Linked DNA regions of Mus musculus: region 1 is linked to region 2. The links are chromatin contacts, called in public Hi-C maps. All regions are on one chromosome and are shown on one strand. Each heading gives the region's core, a stretch centred on a gene start, on an enhancer-like site or on the middle of the called end of the contact. The rest is flanking DNA. Distances are from core to core; before and after follow the strand shown. Region 1 overlaps Scn2b (sodium channel, voltage-gated, type II, beta). Region 2 has its middle 23 kb from the start of BC049987.

Region 1 (7,877 bases), core at 918-3,417, 470 kb after region 2:
AGGCCTGCTTCCCGACTCTACCCCACCCCACAACCCATAAGGTCTCACTTTGTAGTCTTGGCTGATCTCGAACTTTCAGTGATTCTCCTGTCTCTTTCTCTTCCTGGGTGATGGGATTACAGACAAGTGCCACCATGCTGGGCTCTAAACCTGCCTTGTGGACAGTTTTACTCTCACTCTTAAAATTCTCTCTGTAGTGCCTGAGGGTCAAGTTTAAGGATCTTAGGTGAGATTAGGTCCCACTATAAGCTCTCTCAATCTGTCTGTCTCTCTGTTGTCTCTCTTTCTGTCTCTATGCTGGTCTCTGTCTCTCTGTCCCACCTTCTGTGTCCTTTCTCACTGTGCTGGGTGGTATATCCCCCCTCCCTCTCATGCTGGGTATAGGGCCCACAGGGATAACAGAGACATGAAGCAATCCTGGTAACCTGCAAGATAAAGATCTAACATCTTTCGTCTTTCGGAACTGGACCCAAGTTTAAAACTAGCTTTGTGTTTTACTCTATAACCATGGGCGAGACCCTACCTACCCCGAGCGCCACTTCAGCATCACTGCTCCCATGGGAGACTGGAGACTGTCTCTTGCTTGGTGAGCTTGTGACCTAACACACAGCAGGGGCCAACATGCTTCCCGTGAACCCTGGCATGGCATATTTTGCTAAGCCCTCACGCACAGCAGTTACTTGTAGTAGATACTGTGAATCTATTCATGTTCTAGGGTGGAAACAAAGGCACGGTGAGGTTCAGTAACTCCTCCAATCAGGTCATGTGACTAGCATGAGAGAGCTGAGATTTGAACTCAGAACTGAGATTTGTATCTGGCTTAGCACATTCTTTTAATATTGGGTTCTACTGCCCCCAATGTTCAGGAAGTGGTACTACTCTGTTGGCATTAATTGGTCAAGAGTATCAAGTACAGGCTAAAAGGGGGAGTAGGAGGAAGATCTGAATTTAAAAAAAAAAAAAAAAGCCAGAGGTGGAGGACAGATCTCCTCTCAGGCACTGGCCACAGCCTCCTGTCAGATGGAGGCTGTCTATGGCAGCCATATTTAAGTGAACAAGGCCAGGGCTTTGGCAAGAGGACCAGCGGGCCTGGCCTTGAGGGAGATGGTGCCTTGGATGCAGACGCCTGCGCATGAGGGCTGCAAGGAGGCAATGGGAAGAAGTGCATGTTTCAGCAGGTCTGTGAGAGTGGAGACCTGGAGCTTCGGGAAGCTGTAAGGAGGCACGCCTCTGGCAGTCCATTCCCTCGGCAACGGAACTTGGATGCTTGCAGTAGCAGTGGTCACTGGGATGCAGGGATACCACCGATTAGGAGGGAGAGCGTATCAGAGGCAGGTTACATGCGGATGACTGTAAAGATGGCCAACAGCTATTCCCACGACAAGCTCCAGGGTGTTTCTCAAGACCACGCGTTTTTCAGCCACTGTCCTGGTCATCAAGGTCTGGGCTGTGTTTGAGGGGAGCTTAGAGAGTAGAGTGTGGGCTTCCGTTCAACCCTACACATTTGCTGCTAAGGGCAGGACTTAGATTTGGAGGAGAATGCCTCCTCCCTGCCTACCCATACCCCTGGCAACAAAATTGTATTGAGCACTCAGTATGTGCTATGTGCCGTTCTGGACTCAGGGATAGCAACACGAATAAGAAGGAGCTCACCAGAGCCTCTGGAGAGACGCAGGTACATAAGCAACAGCGCCTCAGCATTGTGTGTGCTATGAGAATGTTGGGCATGCTAATGCTGGAGGTCACCTTTTGCTAACAGCTGTGTGCCAGGCTGAGCTTCGCACATAGAGCACGTCACTTAATTGCCCCATTGACCTTAGAGGGGTTAGTGTCCCCTGTATTACAGATGAGGACATTGCAGCACTGGAACCCTAGTGCACTTGCCCAAGATCATATCAAGATCTCTAGAGTCCCAGGCTTGAACATCCTACCACTTGGCCCCTGAGTCACTGGAAGTAATAGGAGCCTGGCTGGGAGAGGATCAGACACTAGGGAAGATGTCACCTAAGCTGTGCCCTATGAGTGGGGTTTGGGGTTTATGTGGAAGAACTCCAGGGAGGACGGCGAGCAAAACTTCCAACCTAAAGCAAAAGCCTGAACAAGGCCAGGTGGAGGGGAGGGAAGAGGAGACTGGGAGATTCGGTGTCCCTAGAGTCCCACGCAAGGGGTGGGGCCTGGCAGGAGATGAGGCTGTGATGTGCAGCTGTGCCCCAGATGGGAAAGGCCACCCAGGAGCTGCACCCAGGTGCCAGAACTCTGCCCTAGAAGCAGCAGGAAGCCACTGGTGTCTCGGAGGTAGGGGATGGGAGTACAGCTTGGTTCTGGCTGCCTGGGGAGGAGATCTGGGCAAGAGAAACTGAGTGGAGAGGCGGGAGAGCTAGACATCACATGTCCCTTGGAGGCAGGAGCTATTAGAAGACAATTCTCCCCAACCTCCTCTTACCCCTCCCTCCCTTTTTAAAAAATCTTCTTTTTTCCTTAAGAATAAGACAAGTGTATAGATTACTTTAGGCCTGGAAGGAGGAGAAAAGGGAATTTACTTCCAAGTCTTTTGAAGAGAGTGTTTGGCAGATAAGCCATGTTTCAGGGTCTCTGCATGATTGCCCTGGGAGAACAATGGATGGTCAGGGCCTAAAGGACCCAGCTGTGTCGAATACTGGGTTGCTGCACCCCACTATCATCTTCCTGTAAGTTGGGAATCAGGAAACCTAGACCTCAGACCTGGTACCAGATAGGACTTTGGTGGAACCCAAGGCGGACCATTGTCTGCTGGGGATTCTGCAGGAGTCAGGGACTGGAGCCACTATGTACATCTTAGGACACCTTGAACGGACAGTAACCAGCCCCCCAACCCAACCCATCCCCAGCTCTGTGTCCTCACCTCAGCCCTGTTCGGAGCCAGGCGGCATGGATTCAGGTTCTAGTTTCTCCTCACTTTCTTCCCTGCTGCTGGGACTGGTTCGTTGACATCTGTGGCCACTAGAGGGCACACGAATCCCATCTGGCTCCTCTTGCAGAGCACATGCAGGGGGAACCCGCATTGCACCTTTCTCTGTCCCCTGCCATTAGCCTGAAAACGCCTCTGGCTCCCCTGCAACTCTGCCACCTGACGTAGCTGGATCCTTCTAGATGAGATGGGGCGGGAGGGAGATGTGAGCTGATGTTCAAACTGGGAAGGAACAAGGAGAAGAAAGGTGGACTTTACCGAGCCAACTAGTTTCACAGAGCACTTGTGTGGGGAGGGGTGGCCCTGGGAAGGTGGAAGCCCTTTCAGGGGGAGGGGCTGGATAGGTCGGAATGCCCGGTATAGAAGGTAAACTGAGGACAAGCCTCCATCAGTTCTTTCCCTCAAATTCCTCAGCCTCTGCAGTGTGGGGGTGGTGTTAATATTTTCTGCACACCTCCCTCTCGTCTGGCACCGGGCCAGGTACTTTTAGACTCGATATGAAAGTGCAAGAGCTGAGAGCCAGGCTTTGTTCCTCTTGGGAGGAGCCCCATCAGCTTCCCCAGCTGGCGTAACCCCTGTGAGCAGCTCTGTGCTCAACTGGAGTCATTGGTGAGCAGGTGTGGTCTCTAGACCCGCCCCCAGGCAGGGCCTTGGTGGGGATTCCAAGGCCAGCAGTCCAGAGACCCTCCTGATTTTAGGTTTCGAGCTCTGCAGGCCCTTCACAAGGGTGGGTGTGCAGTGCAGAAGGGTGCTCCGGCAGGTTTAGCTTCTCTGCTTGCAGGCTGTTGTACTTCTGCTTCTGAAGGGAGGGCCAGCTGGTTTGTGGGAAAACCCAGGATCCTTGCAGCCTGGCTCCTTAGCTAGAGATCCCGGGTAAATCCAGTCCTGAAGTACCCTCAGTCCTAGAGACTGCCCCACCTCACCTCTTAGCTCTTTCTGTCCCCAAAGCAGACGTTAGGAGAATGCAGTTAATAGCAGCTGTCATTTGCTGAGCTCTCAGCATTTACTTTAGTCACTATAAGCACCCAGTGACAGTGTCATGAACTAGGTTTGCTGGAGGAAGGGGCTGAGGCACAGGGATGGGGGTGGGGGTTCGGGGGTAGGGGTGGAGAAGTCTGCTTACATTTCTCATAGTTGATCGGGGCTACAGCTGGGACGGAAGATAAGTGGAATTGGGGGGACATGTGTCTGCCCACATCAGTAGCTATAATCTTCACTCAGCTGGCACCCCATCGACTGCACCCCATCCTTAAACCCCCCCTAAATCATCCCAGATCCCATGTTCTGCCCCTTGGCCTGGTCCTTGCCCAGCTCTAATCTCAGGTCTTCCCATGCCCTGCCTTGTTCTTTCTCAGATGTATGAAGGTCAAATCCAGCCTTAGAAATGTGGCCCTTGATGTTCCATGATGGCTCACTCCTTCTCAAGTTCAATGCTGTCTGGATGTCATTCTCCAGAGCCTTATTTCCTGGCCACCCTTAAACTCCCCTCTGCCATATTTTATTCTTATATCCCATGTCATGTAACATTCCAGACGGCCATGTTCCTATTTTCATTCTTGTCCCTTTATGCTCCCTCACCAGAATACAAGCCCCACCACACAGTGGTTATGCCTCATACTAGTGACAAGTCCTAGGATCTAGGACTAAACACAACCTGGCACACAGTAGGTAATTTACGTGTATTTAGTATCGTGAATGAATGAGGGCTAGAGATGTGGTTCTGTTGGTAGAGTGCCTGCCTCTACCAATTTAAGGACTTACATTTGATTCTGAGCAGTGAATAAACTGGGTGGGGGTGGGGCACCCTTATAATCCCAGCACTCTGGAAGTGGAAGTAGGCAGGTTAAAAGTTCAAGGTCATTCTTAGCTATATAGCTAGTTCCAAGATAGCCTGGGCTACCAGAGGAGGCCAGCCAGATACACCCCTCCTCGCAACACTCCAAGGCCAAATGTAAAAATCAAACCGAACAAACCAGACAAACAAAAAAAGCCATGCCCCATATCACAAAACAATGAAAATGAAGTGGCACTGTCACTGCTGGGGGTTTTGATGTGAGCCATTGCTCTAACCCTGAGCTATGCCCCTGCCCTGTTAATACTAAGCTGAACTTTTAGAATGAAGTTTTAACAGCCTTGGCAGATGATCGATTGTGGAATTAAGGTCTGGGCTAGTCTGAGGCAGTCCTGCAGGTATCTGTGGAGTACTTTCATGGCTTTGCAGTGCGTGTCTCTGTAACGGCTGGGCCCTGGGCTGCTCACCTGTGCTCCCTCATCTCTGCTCTACGGAGTATTGTGGGGGCACTTCTCTCAGTTGCAGCACCAGGCCTTGACCTCATCCAGTACTTCCGAGGGATTTCTGTTCCCACCCTGCCTCCTGCCAACCTGAACCAACTCTGCGCCATAGCGTTTCCAGGTCAGCATTTCCCAAAGGGCAGAGCATCCATGTAGGCCGGTCAGCAAGTCCTCAGAATGAACCTCTTCTTATGGGACACCTCTTCTTTCCCGTCTGCCCTCTTTCTCGAGCCTGGGGATAGTCAGTGGCTCGTGCTGGGCCAAGGGAGAGCGAGGCCTTCCCAGGCTCGCCCAGTTTTAGCTGCCTGCCCCATGGGAACAACGACGCTTCCCCTAGATGGGCTTAAATAATAATCTGAAGCAAAAATAATCTGGAGTGGATGGAGAATGGGAAATGGAGGCAAGCCCAGTGAAGCCTTTGGCAGGGAAATGGCTTCGGGGTGGGTAGAGGCAAGGAAAGGGTCTGCCTACAATGAACTTAGAACAAGCAGAGTCCATTTGACTGTCCATGGCCTGGTAGACAATTTGATGGGTCTGTTCTACACTGGTTCTGTTCCTCTTCTCCTCCTAAGGACCACATCTGGTGTCCCTCATGCGCTTCACCTTCCTAACAGCTGTAAAGAGCCCAGCCTATTGCCCCTTAACTCCTCTGTCTCTCTCCGTCTGTTCCCCATTGGCTACAGAAGGGTTGCAACCCTCCACCTGTCACCAAGCATCCTCATCAGGTTGTGGTTCTATCTGCAGTGCCCCCGGGGCGGAGCATGGAAGTCACAGCGCCCACCACTCTTAGTGTCCTCAATGGGTCCGATACCCGCCTGCCCTGTACCTTCAACTCCTGCTACACCGTGAACCACAAGCAGTTCTCTCTTAACTGGACTTACCAGGAGTGTAACAATTGCACAGAGGAGATGGTAAGTCCTGGTGGAGGAGGGAGTGGAGGGAAGCAAAACCCCCAAGGCATGAAGCCCACCATCCCCATCCCATCCCCACCCCCACCCCCACCCCCACCCCCATCCCTAGTCCTGCACTGGAACAGGGCCCCAAGAGGACTCTGTGTAGGCTGTTTGATACAGAGGTTATGATGTCGCCACAACTGGATGGGCCTTCCAGGTCTAATGCCCTTCCTTCCCATGTTAAGAAAGAAGATGCACAGGAAGAGGGTGTGTCCCCACAAGCCCCATAGCCCCTTGCGCATGCTCACACAGCGCTCATACTATTTGCCCCTCCCCTCCCAGTTCCTCCAGTTCCGAATGAAGATCATTAACCTGAAGCTGGAGCGGTTTGGAGACCGCGTGGAGTTCTCAGGGAACCCCAGTAAGTACGACGTGTCAGTGACTCTAAAGAACGTGCAGCTAGAAGACGAAGGCATTTACAACTGCTACATTACCAACCCTCCAGACCGCCACCGCGGCCACGGCAAGATTTACCTGCAGGTCCTTCTAGAAGGTAAGAGTGACTGAGTTGCTGTGGGACACTCACCGTTCTCTACAGCTTAGCTCAGGGCACTTCAAGGAGCCTGTGACTCCCATCTCATCTTCAGGTGCTTGTCCTGGTGGAAGACATCCACACCTTCCCTCTAAAGGGAACAAGTCAGTCACGATTAAAACCTTCATTATGCCCATTGTATGGATGAGGAAACTGAGGTTCAAGAGCATACATTTCTTAAGATAACATAATTCCTAACTTCTATAATTAGATTTGAGTCTGATCTTAATGTCCACGAGTTAAATACTCCATTCTGTGGGTAGAGGGGCCTTTTGAAGGGGGCAGTGGTCTAGTTTGCTTTGACTTTCACTAATGCCCTGTCCATGGAGAGGAATCAAATAATATCCCCTCCTATTTTGGGGAGCAGGGGCGAGATACGGAATTTCCTTTCCAGCTCTATGATTCTGCTTCCTTTCCCTTAGTACCCCCAGAGCGGGACTCCACGGTGGCGGTCATCGTGGGTGCCTCAGTGGGGGGTTTCCTGGCTGTGGTCATCTTGGTGCTGATGGTGGTCAAATGTGTGAGGAGGAAAAAAGAGCAGAAGCTGAGCACGGATGACCTGAAGACTGAAGAGGAAGGCAAGATGGATGGTGAGGGCAACGCGGAAGATGGCACCAAGTAACCGGAAGCCTGCCCTGAAGCCCCTCCCCGTGCCCTATCTCCTCTCACTCTCTGCCCTGTACAGTGTGACCCCGCCTGCTCTCTCTTGGTGTGCTTCTCTTGAATAGGACCCCAGAATCGACCTGGGGCCTCACTTCCCATGCCCCCACCCCTATACCAAGGGTGATCGCCCTCCCTTTCATCTGAAAACTGCCTTGGTATCTGAGATTCGGGAGTCCCAGGGAGAACAGAGAAGGGCTGTAGCCTGTCAGTCTTTGAGGAAGAAAGACTTGTGTGGTCCCAAAGACAGGATGGGGGAGGGAGGGCAGTGGGAGAAGAGGTCTGCTGACCATCTTGTCTAAGGCTTGGTCTGGTGGCGATTTAAACTGTGGGAGTAGCAGTGTGTGTGGTGGCGGGGTTCTGTGCTGACCAGAGGCACCATGGGAATGACTTGTGAAGATGGCTAGGGAACAGCCATCAGCTGGAGATGAAGGTGGGGTCCTACCATTTGTGAAAGCACTATTTAAAGGGATGACTGTGCATTTCCAGGGTA
Region 2 (7,542 bases), core at 248-2,747:
ATGAAAGAAAGGCTGCAGCATTCGGAAGACTAAGAGCCACTGTCCTAGAGGGACCTTAGCAATGGACCCCAGGGTTACCATTGCTGCCATGAAACACCATGACCAAAGCAACCTGGCGAGAAGAGGGTTTATTCAGCTTACCCTTATACCTCACCATTTATCACCAAAGGAAGTCAGGACAGGAACTCAAGCAGGACAGGATCCTGGAGGCAGAAACTGATGCAGAGGCGATGGAGTGGTGCTGCTTACTGGCTTGCTCCTCCTGGCTTGCTCAGCCTGCTTTCTTATAGAACCAGGAACCAACCAGAATGGGCTAGGCCCTCCCCCATTAATCACTAATTAAGACAATGCCCTACATTGTCATCTAAGCCCAATCTTATGGAGTCATTGTCTCAGCTGAGGCTCCCTCCTCCCTGATGACCCCAGCTTGAAACAAGTTGACATAAAACTAGCCAGCACATAGATCACGTCTTAGTCAAACTTTCTCTCAAGCTTCAGTGGAGTATTCCTCAGCCACGCGACAGGGACAGGCTGCACAATAGGGCAGGAGGCCAGCTGGAGCATCTCCACCCATAAACAGGACAGGCACCGCCCTCAGCTGGCCACATGCAGTCCTTCTGTCTCACAATAGCTTCTGAAGAGAGCTACCATTAGTCCTGCTTTGCAAAAGAGGAAACTAAGACCCCAACAAACCGTAGTGACTGCAATGGACTTATGGAGACCAAATGAGGCCAAACCAGGGCCTATCTCTTAGGCTCTCAGTGAGAGTGGCCTCAGCAATCTCAGTTGAGTGGTCTGGGGACAGGCTTGGCTGGCCCTCGGCATAGGTGTCTGTGTGGCCAGAGTGGCCGATGGCTTGCAGGTGGCACTGATTGAAAGTGAGTAGGAGGTGTGAGGACCACAAAAACTTCACCACAAAAAAGAATTGTCACGGTCGGGACCGGCTGGGCCCTGGCCTACCTTTACATCTCTCTCTTGTGCTGTTTCTCACCACAACAGAAACTGCTTATCTGCAGGTGCGTAGCTATTCTAGGAGAATGAACGGTGTGTGGCTTCCTATTAGTGTTCAGAGGATCAGTCACACCACCGAGGCCTGCGGTCCCACGGCTCTGGCCCCGCCCAGCACCGGAAGCCTGCAGCTCCGCGGGCTGGAAGCTGATGTTTAGGGCCAGCCTGCAGCCACACTGGCCCTTTCCCCTCCTGCCGAATGGGGCCAAACCGCCCAGCCTGATGGGAGATTTTAGTTTTCAAATGGCATTCTAGTTGGCTACATATAGCGGGGCACGGCAGAGCAGGACACGTGGGGCAGTTTAACAGTTTGCTGTCCATAGATATCTTGTCACGGGTCATGACCTTGACCACCTCAGCACCCCAGGACTGGGACAAAGAAGTCATGTCATTGTGGCATCACCAAACATCCAGAGAACCAGGAGCTCCTTGCCTGAGAAGGCCTTGAAGTGCAGGCGGCTGAGACAGGGGCACACCTGACAGGCAAGAGTGAGGAAGGTAGCTGTTCTACACCAGCAGGGGAGCAGCTGCTGGCATGCCTATGTAGACAACACAGCCTTTAAAAAGTATTTCTTTTATTTTTTGAGACTATAATATCACTGTGTCGTTTCTTCCTTTCATCCCTCCAAGCCTTCCCATACACACCCCTTCTTTCTTTATTTCAAATTCATTGCTTCTCTCTCTCTCTCTCTCTCTTTCTCTCTCTCTCTCTCCCTCTCTCTCTGGTTTGGTTTTTTGAGACAAGGTTTCTCTGTATAGCCCTGGCTGTCCTGGAACTCTCTTTGTAGACCAGGCTGGCCTCGAACTCAGAAATCCACCTGCCTCTGCCTCCCGAGTGCTGGGATTAAAGGCGTGCTCCACCAAGCCCGGCTCATTGCCTCTCTTTTGCATAAATTATTGCTCTCTCTCTCTCTCTGTGTGTGTGTGTGTGTGTGTGTGTGTGTACTTAGATACATAAATACAACCTGTTCAGCTTGTAGAATGCTACTTGTCTGTATGTTTTTAGGGCTGAGCACTTTTAACTCTTCCTGTAGCCTCAGCTGGCCACAGATGAGGCAGGCATGAATACGGAACAGCTCCAAATGGGGCTGCGGTGATGGCACAGACCCCAGAGTGCCTGCCTCACAAGCTGCAGGACCTAAGTTTGGATCTCCAGCACCCCGCCGGTGGTGGCAGTGCCGAGGAGGCAGAGGCAGGAGCATCCCTGGGAATTTCTAGTCCGCCAGTGTAGTCAAGTCGGTGAGCTCTGGGATCTGTAGGAATACCTTCCTCAGACACCAAAATGGAGAGCAATTGAGAAAGAGTTTTCACGCTGACTTCTGGCTTCTGATACACGCACTCCTACATGCACAGAAAGAGACAGAGGACAAGACCTTGTCACCTGGCTGGAAATGTTATGGACATATGGGTCCTAATGGGAAGTGGGGCTTGGGGGGAGGGGGTTGTGGTTTTTTCTTTTGTTTTTGTTTATTTGTTTTATGCTTGTTTGTTTGTTTGTTGTTTTTCAAGACAGGGTTTCTCTGTGTAGTCCTCACTTGTCCTAGAACTTACTCTATAGACCAGGCTGACCCCAAACTTAGAGATCAACAAGGACCACTCTGCAGAGGGTGCCATTAAAGATGCCACTCAGCCGCAGACAGGACAGAAATCTGAGAAACAGTGACTTAAATAGGGAGGAAGTGTGTTCATCTCATTTGACAGGAGCCTAGGACATTAGTGGGTTAAAGAGACTGTGCAGCACAAGAGACTAAAGCAGGAGGATGGCCGTGAGTTGGAGCCAACCTGGGACACTTAGTTCTTCACCGGCTTGCGCTATGAGAACTTATCCCAGAAAAAAAAAAAAAAAAGCAAAACCATGGCTCTAGAGAGTCTGTACTGCTCTTCTGAGGACCTGAGTTCCCAGCACTCATGTCAGGCCCTCACAACAGCCTGTAAGCCCAGCTTCAGGGAGCCCAGTGCCTCTGACCCACACGGGCTCATCCACACACAGACACACTTAAAAATAAGACTTAAACAAAACGCCTTTAATCCCAGCACTTGGGAGGCAGAGGCAGGCGGATTTTTGAGTTCGAGGCCAGCCTGGTCTACAAAGTGAGTTCCAGGACAGCCTGGGCTACACAGAGAAACCCTGTCTTGAAAAACCAAAAAAAGACCAAAAAAAAAAAAAAAGACTTAAACAAAACAAACAAACAAACAAAAAAGGCTGGAGAGATGGCTCAGTGGTTAAGAGCACTGACTGGTCTTCCAGAGGTGTTGAGTTCAAATCCCAGCAACCACATGGTGGCTCACAACCATCTGTAATGGGATCCGATGCCCTCTTCTGGTGTGTCTGAAGACAGGGACAGTGTACTCATATAAATAAAATAAATAAATTGTTAAAAACAAACTTAATCCATCTCTCTTTAAAACAAACAGAAACCAAACTAGCAGGGCATGATAGCAAAGGCCTTTCTTTGATGCCGGCACTTAGGAGACAGAGATCTCTGTGAATCTGACAGCTTGGCCTATACATTGAGTTCTAGGGCTCCGTAGTGAGATCCATCCTGTTTCAAACCAAACAAAATCAATAATATAAAACACACCAAAAAAGACAAAAAATGAAAGCGTTACAAAGGCCTGTTAGGGTGTAGCCCAGTCCTCGGTTGGCTTTGCTAGGGTTTACCTCTGATCTAAAATGTCTTTCATGGAGATTTATGAACACTGTGAATCTCAGGCACTGCCCAGCAGACGGTGACCACGGGGGCAGCCTGACCTGAGTTGGATCCTCAGGTGGCACTGACTCTGCTGACATGAGCTGTGGCCGGGAGCTGCTCAGTCACGTGGGCATGGTGGGCACCCAGACCCCATGCCATGTTCCCACGGGGAGACAGGAAGCCACGGTGGTTGGGGTGCTAACAAGAGTTTGGGCAGGTAGAGTAGGCAGAGGTGGGGCAGGCTGCGGCAGCTGCCTGCTGTGGGGCCCACATGCCTCCTCCACTCCCTTTCTGCAAAATTGCTGTCCCGTGCAGAAAAGAAAAAGGATGCCTGAGACATGCTTCTCCCCAGCCCCTGCCCCCGGTTGTTGTATACAAAGGCTGTGGTTTTTCTTTGACCCACAGGTGGTTGTGGTTTGAGTAGAGTCCTTGGCCAAATGGGAGGATCTGTCCTGGGGGTGAGGGGTGGCACAGCAGGGCTCAAGCTGGCAGCTAAACTGCAGAGAAGTAAGTCTGGTGTGCCTGGACCTAGTCTACACCTCTCCTCCAACCCTCCTCCTCCATCCCTACCCAGCAGGCCTTGCTCCAACTGCACCCCCCAGCCCCAACTAGGTCTTTCCTGTCTGGAATAGCCCAGAGTAGGACACAGAATTCCAAGAGGTCGAACCACCAAGCATTCCCTTCTGCCATCAGACAGCCCACTGAGGCAAGTATCCCTTGTGGACCTTGGATGGTTCTCTGCGAGGGGAAGCCTCAGCCTTCTTTCCTTGCAGAGTTGCCTCCCTCAGGTATATCAACCTTACACCTTCCGACAAGCTGTAGTCAGTCACGTGAGGGCTGCTGGCCACATAGCCTTCCTTCTGGGCTGCTATGTGGACCTCCCAGGGCTGTTCTCTCCGTTGTTCAAGCAAACCTTTCCCAGTCTGGGTGTGAGCAGAGCCCAGGGGTGAAGAGCCCCTGGGGTTCAGCCTACCCTGATGCTCTCTATCAGAGGATGTCAAACCTCCTTCTGAGCTTCAGCTTCTAGCAGCAAAACCAGAGACAAGGGCAGCATCTTGCCTCCGTGCGGGCGCACAGCACGCTCACCCATCTCGTACAATAGCAGTAACAACAGCCAAGGAGAACTGTGGGACCATGGGAAAGGTGAGCAGAGGGTATTTTACAGGATGGGACGTGTCTCAGAGGAGGTGAAGTGTGGACAGAATCATCCCTGAGCAGGTAGAGAGGGGACAGCCAGACAAAGAATCTGAAGTGCAAAGAGCCTGAGATTATCTTTCAAGGGTCGCAAAGACCTGGGTGTCTGGGATAGAAGCAGGAGCAGGTCACGGAACAGAGATGGCTCAAGGGAAGAGGGGGGTCAGGGCTCATGATAGGGCTGGGGCTGGGGCCAAGCAGGTTGACAAGGGATGCGTTCTGAAGTCTGAGCTATAGTGCGTGCTTATGAATAACCAGTCATGGGGCATGATGGGAAAGGGGCACCTGTACAGGCTGAGGGCAAGTGTGCAAGCTCGAGACCCTGAGTTAAAATCCCCAGAACCCATGTAAAGAGTCAGGCATTGCCAACAGGGCCTATAACCCCAGTGTGTGGAGGGCAGAGGCAGGGGGTCCCTGCAGATCACCAGCTGCCAGACTAGCACAGGTCAGTGAGAAACTCTGACCAGGGGACAAAGCGATGACATCCTTCTCTAGTCTCTGTGTGCTCATACTCACCCTCACGTGTGTGCTGCACACACCTCACACAAAATAAACAAACAATAAAAGAAGCAATCGGACAACTAGTAGATTTTATTCTAAGCAGTATAATAAGGACTTCAGAGGACAAAAAAGGTAAGACAGTCCTTCAGAACTGCTGCACGCAGGACCACCTTCTGCAGCAACCATTACTGTCAGTGAGACAGAAGATAGCACAGCATGACGTGAGTCTCTGATACACCCACGGGATACAGCAGATAGACTCAGCATCCTGGTGATGTCAGGGCTGGCTGGACCTTCCTGGGGTCTGGGAGGCTCCTGCAGGATGTGGAGATAGGAGATGATCCCTTTTGTTCTAGAAATTACTAAAGGATAAAGTTTCCTTATTACCCAAGAGCAGAGCGATGCCCGTTGAGACTAAAGGCAGAACCATACAGAGGCTACCAAAGCCAGATGAACGGGAACCTGCAGGCCCAGCGCTTGGCCATCCTGTGGGAAGAGCAGAAGGGTGCCTGGTTCAACTACGACTTGGAAAAGAGGAAGAACCTGGAGTTTTATCCCTCCAACCTCACCCCACTCTGGGCTGGCTGCTTCTCAGACCCTAGTGTTGCTGACAAGGCTCTGAAGTACTTGGAGGTGAGGGGACAGTGGGCAGGCAGGCCGGCCTGCCATCCTGGAGGTGGGACCCTCCCTTCCCTGCAAGTCTCACTGAGGCCACTGGGAGTGGCTGTGAGGCAGGATGGGAAGGGTCAGGAGGGACAAACCTGCCTTCCCTGAGGGCGCTGGGTCCTAGGCTCCTGCTTCAGCCATCACTCACGGTCACATCAATGTCTGGAACCTTCTAGGACAGCAAGATCTTGACCTACCAGAATAGCCTCTCTCTAGCTGTGGGATTTCCCGAATGTCTGGGGCCCTTCTGCAGGATCAGTCATTAGTAGTATGGAGGCAGGCAGAGGGCATCCACCAGGGCCTGGCCAGGGGTGTAGGGGAAGTCATGCTTGGACTGCGAGTCACGAACGAGAATCCAGGGCTCCTCATCCTCTTCCTGGCTGCCTTGCTCTATTGGGAACCCCTCAGCCGACACACCAACCTCCACCTGTCCAGGTAATAGACATTTCCAACACTCTTCTCCCTTTGTAAGACCCAAAGTTAACCTGTAACCCCCCCCCCCCCAAGGACCAGCTAACTTCCTGGAATGCTGGGAGCTGTAGTTCTTAATAACAATGTCATATGGGGAAACACGATGGCAATAGGGGTTTGTCCTTAAGAAGACCCTACAATCCTGTGTCATCACCATTTGCTGGGAATTCCAGAGGGTGGTCCTGGTCAGTATTTAATTAAAGCTTACTTCAAATTTGTCTCAAAAATTGTGAAACTGGTTTTTCTTTTGCAAATCTTGGGATTAACACCTCCCTCCAACCTGAAGCCCTGGATTAAGGGTCTGTGCCTGCACGGTTCCAGATAAGACGTCTGAGGGCCCTCCTTGGTGAAAGTCAGCTCCTCTCAGGGTAGGCACTTTGGATATTCAGCTCCTGGCTGGAGTAGGGTCTAAGGCTTAATTCAGTCCGTTTCTTCCAGACCTGGGAGGTGGCTTTGAGCTGTCCTAGAATTGGATCAAAACTAACTTTTTCATTTATTCATAAAAGTCAGCAGTGTATGATGTCATCCCTCAGGCGCATCTCTGTCCGGAGCCTTCTTCCCCAGGCCTGGCTGCGTCAATCTCTGAGCAGCACATTCAGGGCTGTGGCGGCCCCCAGTGGCCACTCCTGGGCTTAGCTGCAGGCCGGTATAGCTCTCCATGGCCCCATGTGATGATGGTGGGCCCAACTTACAACTCATCTTTTATATGTATATGTGCCTACACTCATGTCTCGCTCCCCGGCAACCTCAGGCAAGTCTGGAGCCTGTGTGTCCCTCCTCCTCCATGCCAGGATGTTGACAGGCCCATTCTTGTCCAGGCCTTGTGCTGTGTGTTCCAGAGTGACAACAGTCCACTTCATCGTCTGCTCTTACATTCTGCCCTCTTTTCCCTGCTGTTTCTCAAGCCTTAGCACGCTGGTGACACAGATGTGCCAGTTATCTCAGAATAAATAAATGGCCATTCATTCTGAGTCCACAGTTACTGCTGCCCTGAATGTAAGCTTCTCTA

What was found. A called contact is a pair of places that touch in the nucleus more often than the background predicts.
Region 1: a contact with region 2 is called in a Hi-C map of the P5424 cell line, with 2.1 times the contacts expected there. The contact joins two enhancer-like sites. A contact is called at or near these places in 1 of 39 promoter capture datasets (embryonic stem cells), 1 of 15 datasets of contacts at CTCF or cohesin (embryonic stem cells), 4 of 484 Hi-C or Micro-C datasets (the Ba/F3 cell line, the G1E-ER4 cell line, the P5424 cell line and 1 more), 2 of 115 datasets of contacts at active chromatin or transcription factors (T-cell acute lymphoblastic leukemia and embryonic stem cells) and 1 of 9 other capture datasets (embryonic stem cells).

Annotation. Positions count from the first base shown.
Region 1 is chr9:45,118,959-45,126,835 of GRCm38.p6, forward strand. Scn2b (sodium channel, voltage-gated, type II, beta) reads left to right here. Exons shown (of 4, transcript NM_001014761.2): 2 at 5,984-6,150; 3 at 6,475-6,685; 4 at 7,147-7,877. The coding sequence ends at 7,346. All of the region lies in intron 1 of Gm10684 (predicted gene 10684), which reads right to left. Among named protein-coding and RNA genes, the nearest start is that of Scn2b, 5.0 kb to the left of the region's middle. Within about 2 kb of position 2,168, at least 90 of the 459 cell types and tissues checked have an H3K27ac peak or open chromatin away from gene starts, as enhancers often do. A contact at or near this core is called in the P5424 cell line, T-cell acute lymphoblastic leukemia and double positive thymocytes, where this site is marked.
Region 2 is chr9:44,645,099-44,652,640 of GRCm38.p6, forward strand. No RefSeq gene overlaps it. Among named protein-coding and RNA genes, the nearest start is that of BC049987, 23 kb to the right of the region's middle. Within about 2 kb of position 1,498, at least 107 of the 459 cell types and tissues checked have an H3K27ac peak or open chromatin away from gene starts, as enhancers often do. A contact at or near this core is called in the P5424 cell line, T-cell acute lymphoblastic leukemia and double positive thymocytes, where this site is marked.